2 separate regions of the Pan troglodytes genome follow, and region 1 is linked to region 2. Evidence: chromatin contacts called from public HiChIP or PLAC-seq data. All regions are on one chromosome and are shown on one strand. The core of a region is the stretch at or near the end of the contact, and the rest is flanking DNA. Distances in the headings are between cores, read along the strand shown. Region 1 overlaps CLIC5 (chloride intracellular channel 5). Region 2 overlaps RUNX2 (RUNX family transcription factor 2).

Region 1 (3,530 bases), core at 477-2,976, 500 kb before region 2:
TCGAACCCCACCGAACAGCTTATTCTTTCAACACATACTTATTCAGTACCATACGCTGTGCAAGGTGCTAGAATAAAAGTGAAATAATGAGGCTGAGCGCGATGGCTCATGCCTGTAATCTCAGCACTTTGGGAGGCCAGGGCAGGCGGATCACGAGGTCAGGAGTTCAAGACCAGCCTGGCCAATATGGTGAAACCCAGTCTCTACTAAAAATACAAAAATTAGCCAGGCGTGGTGGCACGCGCCTGTAGTCCCAGCTACTTGGGAGGCTGAGGCAGAAGAATTGCTTGAGCCAGGGAGATGGAGGTTGCAGTGAGCTGAGATCGCACCACTGCATTCCAGCCTGGGTGACAGAGCGAGACTCTATCTCAAAAAAAAAAAAAAAAAAAAAAAGCGGAATAATGACATGTTGGCATATTGGCAATACCTATGTATGTTGGCAAATGTTGTGTTTGGCTGTTTGTAATAGAAGCCTGACTACAGTGGCTAAAGCAAATATGTGTTTTATTAGCAAAACCTATATAGCATTTTACTATGAGCCATGCCCTGTTCTAAGCACTCTTGATAAATGTTTACTTCTTAAGAGGAATTTGCTTTTCTCACATAACAAGAAGTCCAGAGAGTAGAGAGTTCCAGGCAAATGTAGTTGCTGAAAGAAGTCGAGAATTGAGCTGCTGCTTAGAGCTCCTAATTCTCCATCTTTCGTGTGTGACTTTCATTCTTGTTTCACAGGATGGTTGCTCCACCCCCAAACATCACATCCGCATTCCAGACAATGCCAGCCGCATCTATCTTATCTTTTCCAGAAGCCTATTGATTAATTTCTACCGATATCTCTTTAGCCAGAACTTGGTTATTTGGCCTTCTGTAGCTGAAATTCTGGGAATCTAGGAAGATGAGTATTTTTGATAGGGCACATTGCTACCCTGAAAATATATATATATATGGGCTCTGTCTTCTACTAGTAACAAATAAAAGGATACTGAATTCTTGTATATTCAATTCTTATATATTCACTTTCAAGTTAAGGTGATTTTTTTTCTCTCTCTGGTGAAAATACCTGTCCTAACCATTGCCAAAAAGGACACATTATTTTAAATTCTCCTTTGGTGTTGGAAAAATCTGAGTCATTTACCCCCTACTAGATTTCAGGAAACAGAAGTATAAAATTGCACATTTAATTTGCTACACACTTCAAACTTTAGGAGATGCAAGACTCATGTAGTAAAAGCTGTGCAACTCAAACATCCAGTGGGTAGCTTCCCCCCACAAACTGTAATTTTTGTTGGGGCACATTAGGGTATCCAGGGAACTGCTCTGAGCAAGGGGGAGGGAGGTCCAGGTGTACTTGTAGCATATCTGGGGAATTTTCTGTATCAGTCACCCCCAACCTTTAAGGTTGCCCCATTTCACATCTGTTATGATGAAGGCTTTTGGCTGAGGGACTGTGGTTCTGGCTGTAGAGTCAGAATGAAAGGAACAGCTGAATATCCCTGTTCATGTCAGCATTTCAGGGCAGAGGATGAGTCAAGCACGATGTTTACTGAGCAGAGCCAGAGGCAAGAGCCACTTTTTTCTTGCAGCTCTAAGAATTTTTTGTTGCTTTTTTTGTATGCTTTGTTTCTCATACATCAGCATCATCATGCGTTGCACATACACATTGTACATAACAACTGCTTACAGCATGCCGGGCACTGTACTAAGCCCTCTGCAGGTGATGACTCAATTATTGCTCCCAGCAACCCTCTAAGGTATGCCATGTTATGATCTCCACTTTGCAGAGAAGGAAACAAGCACCGGTTAAGCAACCTGCCCAAGCTAGTATGTGTCAGGGTCAGGACCCCAGCCCAGGCAGCTGGTCCCATGATCTGTGCTCTTGACTTGCGTATATTAACATTTAATATAATTCACTATTTAATATGTATGTGGTGCTGAATTAAACAAGAGTGTGTCATTTAGGAAATGGTGATCAAATCAGTTCACGATCCGATGAGTACTCAATGAATGACTACCATGTGTATTTCCTTAAATATACTCAACACTTCCCACCTTCCCCATCAGGGTTCTCACCCAGCAATCCATGTGGGGAAAGGGGCACAAAGTTGGCCCACAGTGGCACCGAATAGATGCCTGTTTAACAAATGAAAGAATGGGCAACTGGAAGATAAGTTGTAGGATATTCACAGAATCACCAAATCCAGTAATTATTTCAGTCTAGCATTGCGGTGGCACAGAGGCAGTTTTTAAGTTTGTGAATGGCTCTTATGTAAAAGATGTGGCTATTTGAGGATGAAACAAGACAAAATGTGGTGAATGTACTTCAGCCTAAGTGTTTTGGGGGAGGGAGAATTGAGAAAATTCTCTAGGTCTAAACGCTGGAACGGATGACTGATAAAGTTAGAATCTCTCTTAACCAGCTCATTCTAAGTGTGTGAGCATCCGCATTAAACCTAATCTATGGCCTGATACTTAAAAATAACCTGTTATAAAGTAACCATAAAAAAACTCACAGATTTCAGCCTGATTCATTTGGCCACATAAACTACAATCAGCATTAATAGCTTCCGTCAGCATTTATGCCGTACTTTCTATTAGCACGATGGGTTCTACAATCATTTATGAGTTTCTGGAAAGTCTAATAGAAAACACACGTACATGTTCTCTGTGGAAAATGCACAATAGGTTTTTGGGGAGTTTTTTGTTTGTTTGTTTGTTTGCTCAGGGATAAGCCAGAAGGTGTCGCCACTGCACCATGGCTAAAGTCTGGGCCGGGTTCCCTAACCAGAACTTCTCCCCTGATCGCTCCTGAGCTCGCTAGCTCTGCAGCTTCCTCCCACATTCAGTCAGTCTCTCTCTCTCTCTCTCTCTCTATCTCTCTCTCTCTTTCTCTCTCTCTCTCTTCCTTCCTTCTTCTGTTGATAAATAAACATTCAGGCAGCTTACATGCTACAGATGAGTACACAAAAGGAAACTTAATTCGAAGACCTAAGTGATAATCTTTCTCTTCAAATCTACTGTGGCTTTTAAGAGGTTTAGAAAATTATTTGGATCTGGAATCCCTACCTCCCTTCATACTTTAAGAAAATATTATACTAAAGGCATGCTAAAGTTGTCCTAAATGTTTACCATGCTGGTGTTTTAAACATAGCCAAATACTGGCCAAAGTCTCTTGCCTTTAAAAAAAATATGCATTTTGTTGTTGTACTAATACTTCTGAACATACGCCAAATATAAGGGTGATTTGTGGAGCTGTATTAAATAAAAAGATGCTTCTTTATAAGAATCCCCTATAGAGCTTGGGGAAGCAGCTATGTGGAGAATCTGTGTCTTCCTTAAGAAAGTTTCTGAATTCCTTGGAAATACATCAGAAAACACCCCATTCTCCCCACCACAGAGGAGGGTGGGCAACCAACAGTGTCCTATATCCCAACCCACCATAATTGTAAGACTTAAACGCTATCTTTCAAATAAAGAATCATTTACTGGCTTCTTACTGGAAAGAACTATAGGAGCTTGTCATTTAATTCATC
Region 2 (3,456 bases), core at 545-3,044:
AGATTTTGCAGGGTTTCGGTGTTTTTTGTTTTAAGTGACACAAAAAAAATGAGGGGGGGGGTGGAGGGAGATCTAGTCAAAATAGTTTTTAGGAACTCAAGTGCATAGCTGGACATTTCTTTTTTCTTATATATTCAATCTTGTCATTCCTAGAGAACAAGAATGAGGTGTTTGTTTGTTTGTTTGTTTGTTTTTGTTTTAAGGACTGAAAAACTGTCAGCTTTGTGATTAAAATAAGTTGCAAAACCCTTGCTGGGGAAAAGCACCAGCCGTTTTCCATGAATTTAAATATTTTATTAAGTCTATTCTACATCTAAGACTAAGTTTCGTGTCTGTCTTCCCCAGCGCTCACGGGGAAAAATTAAAAATACGAACTAAAAAATTCAAAATGCTTCCGTGGCTGTTTATTTATGTATTTATTTCCTAGTGTGGGTTTAAAAAGCGACTTTGGATCCCCCAAAAAGTTGTGGTCGAGAGGATGAAGGAGCGCGGAAAAAAAGCGGCACTTTTTACCTAAAATGTGGTTTTTGGAGGCTGGGATTTCTAATGATTAGGTTTTTGTGGTTTATATAGACACGACTCTGGCTAAGTCGATCATTACGCTGATGAGAGTCAGAGCACGTGGGTGTCTACGACCAGCCTCAAACTCTGAGCCTTCAAAACAAATAAAACAATGTGCTGCGCCCGCAGAAGCCGGGAAATCCGCTTGAGGCTATTACACCCCAAGAAGGGGGCACAGGGCCGTTTTACCCTCGGCGTTGTGTACTACTACGTTTCTTGCTTATTACCAAACTCTTTAAAGCCTTCCAAAGCTTGAAAACGTGTTTGCGAAAAAAATCATCAGTTGCCAAAGTTTCAAAGATTCCTAGTGGAGTAGCTGACACAGTAACAAGTGATTTTATAAAATAAATGAAGAATTAGAATGCCTCCCCCTCGAAGCATTAAGGAAGAAAGATGGTTGGGTCATCTCTCACGCCCTCCCATCTTATTTAAAGCAATTCACATACCCATTACTGGGTGTTTTTATTGCTCAGTGCAAACGCCTCCCTCACCCTCGTAGCGACCTGCCACGACCCTCCCTGTCTGGTTTTAGAGCTTTGCTCCCACTCGCTGAGCCCACGCCCGGGTCTGCGCCCTAGAAGGGGCCTGGAAGGGCTCTGAGAGCATGAGGGGCACGGAAGATGGGGGCCTGGTGCCAGTCGCGGACTCTGGAGCCCTTTCGAGTACAAGATGAGCTTGGGGGGCTGTGGTTGCGTGACTCGGGATCGCCCCGCTGAAGAGATGCGCAGGGGACTGAGGGTCTGCCAGACCGCGTGAGCAGAGGTGGGGGTGCGGGGTAGCCAGGTGTGCGCTCTCGAGGGGTAAGGATGGAGTTCAGGGAATACTACTCTGTCCTTCCTAATTGGGGCTTTATTTTTACCTGCCCTTCCTCCATGCACTGCTCCACGCCTCCCTCGTCGGTCTTTCCCTTTCCCACGTTTCTCTCCACGTTCCTGCCTCTTCCCCAAATCCCTCCACAGACACTAGCCCCGAGCCGCGCCCCTCCCGCCCCACAGCCGCCGCCTGCCACTGCCACCCTCGGTGACTCCGAGAAGCGATTCTGCGCCACCGGCTATGACACCTGGTCCCCAACCTACTCTTTGCGCCCGGCCTACTGGCCTCCCAGCCCGGGCGCCGCCAGGGTGCGAGAACCCATTTAGCCAGACCGGACCAACTGGAAGCGCAGCCAGGAGCTGAGCTGGCTCCTGCGCGTGCGATTTTTAATTATCTTTTCGGTCACAGGGGAGAGCTCTAACCCCGGGCACCGCCGCGTCCCCTGCGTGCACAGGTCTCTCGAGTCCCACAGGCGGCCGATCCGGGAAGGGAAGCCAGGCTTTCGCCTCAAAAAAGAGAGAGAGAGACTGCATCCATTGCTGTCCTACCTTACACGTCCACTCATGTGCACTCGGACACACATTCTTGCAAGTCCACACGCAGACACACATAAATACATACACACTCATACAGTCATGGCTTTTTTTTCCTGCCTTTTTTTTTTTCTTTTTAGGGGGCTAGTTTTACTTTGGGCATGTTGTGCCACTGTCTAACAGAGATCCCTGGATCGTTTTTTGTTTTTAAATCTGTGGGGGCTGCAAAGGGGGGAAGCAGTTATGGGAATTGATTATTTCTATGGTAAAAGTGACATCAAAATTCCATAACTACCATGGTGGATGATATGCCACCTTCTCTGGGATTGTCCTCCTCCCAGGAAGTCCATAGAACAGAGAACTCCTGGAACTTTGAAGACAATAAGAAACAATTAATATTTCAAATATGGACCACCAGAGGGGCTTTCCAAATAAAAAATTCTAGAATTGAATTTAAGAAGTTACCTTAGGGACTTTTCCTCCTTTTTTCTCCATCGCTGTTTTGTCCTTTGTTTTATTTGGTGGATAGCAAACTATGCAGTCCTCAGTGGTTGGGGATTTTAAGGGCAATTTAATCAATAGTGAGATTATTTATTTTAATTAATCATATCTAGTAACTCAGCTTTATGGCCTTTCTCAGTATCCTTCCTCCATTTCACATTTCAGTGGAACTAATATAAGCAGCTCTTGGAAGTTACTAGTCTTGGATCTCTTAAAATATCCTACAGTTATTTATAATGTGGAAATGAAATTTTCCACTGAATACCCTAACAACGTTTCAGGTATCTGGCACAGTGGGTTTTCAGTCTCCTTTCAAAAACATCCTTTTGCTGAACATTCACACTTTCGACTGGAACTGACTGAGCCTGGAGCTGATGATGTCTTGGCTCTGAGCATTATGCTTAAAGAAAGAAAACATTTTTACAGACCCCTAAACCAAACCTCTCCTGTTAATAGTAGGCACATAGGAAAACCATGAGGTTTTACATATGTGTATTTTGTGCTATAGTTTGCTTGATGTCATCTTTGGGTTTAGATTTTCTACGTCAAAATGTTTGAAACAAATCACCCACCCTATTTCTCTTCAGAAATATTCATCTTTTCAGTTGTATGTGATGGCACTAAAAAGTATACACTTTTTTTCTGAAAATGTGGCAACTCTGGAAGATACAAACATAATCCCACCCACCACTCCCTACCATGTCCTTTAACATTTAACATAACAGTTTAGTAACAACACCTGACAATTCTGACTTTCTAGACAAAGAAAATGAGATGTGAAGCAGTCAGGTTATTTATCCAGTCAAAGAACTGACTGGGAACAGAACCCATAGGCCTTTTATCCTGGTTTCCTTTTCTAACCCCCATACATTATTTTATATATACTTGTTATGATGAAAAGTAGAATAAGTCCCTGTAAAATCTTAAAATATTTTTCAATGGACCAGCTATTAAAGAGGGAAAACCAATGGAAAATTATGGGCACATTGATGATCCCTAAAGCTTTAAATGTCTCATATGGGAAAACTTTATAAACAGAACGATCTTT

Evidence for each region. HiChIP or PLAC-seq counts read pairs in DNA pulled down with a chosen protein or histone mark.
Region 1: a contact with region 2 is called in an H3K4me3 HiChIP or PLAC-seq map of stem cell-derived excitatory neurons, with 12 times the contacts expected there. The contact joins two enhancer-like sites. A contact is called at or near these places in 4 of 7 Hi-C or Micro-C datasets (blood, induced pluripotent stem cells and stem cell-derived neural progenitor cells) and 1 of 1 datasets of contacts at active chromatin or transcription factors (stem cell-derived excitatory neurons).

What each region holds. Positions count from the first base shown.
Region 1 is chr5:51,802,832-51,806,361 of NHGRI_mPanTro3-v2.0_pri, reverse strand. The region is part of intron 4 of CLIC5 (chloride intracellular channel 5); the gene reads left to right. Among named protein-coding and RNA genes, the nearest start is that of CLIC5, 92 kb to the left of the region's middle. Within about 2 kb of position 1,726, at least 4 of the 24 cell types and tissues checked have an H3K27ac peak or open chromatin away from gene starts, as enhancers often do.
Region 2 is chr5:51,303,154-51,306,609 of NHGRI_mPanTro3-v2.0_pri, reverse strand. All of the region lies in intron 2 of RUNX2 (RUNX family transcription factor 2), which reads right to left. Among named protein-coding and RNA genes, the nearest start is that of SUPT3H, 40 kb to the right of the region's middle. Within about 2 kb of position 1,794, at least 9 of the 24 cell types and tissues checked have an H3K27ac peak or open chromatin away from gene starts, as enhancers often do.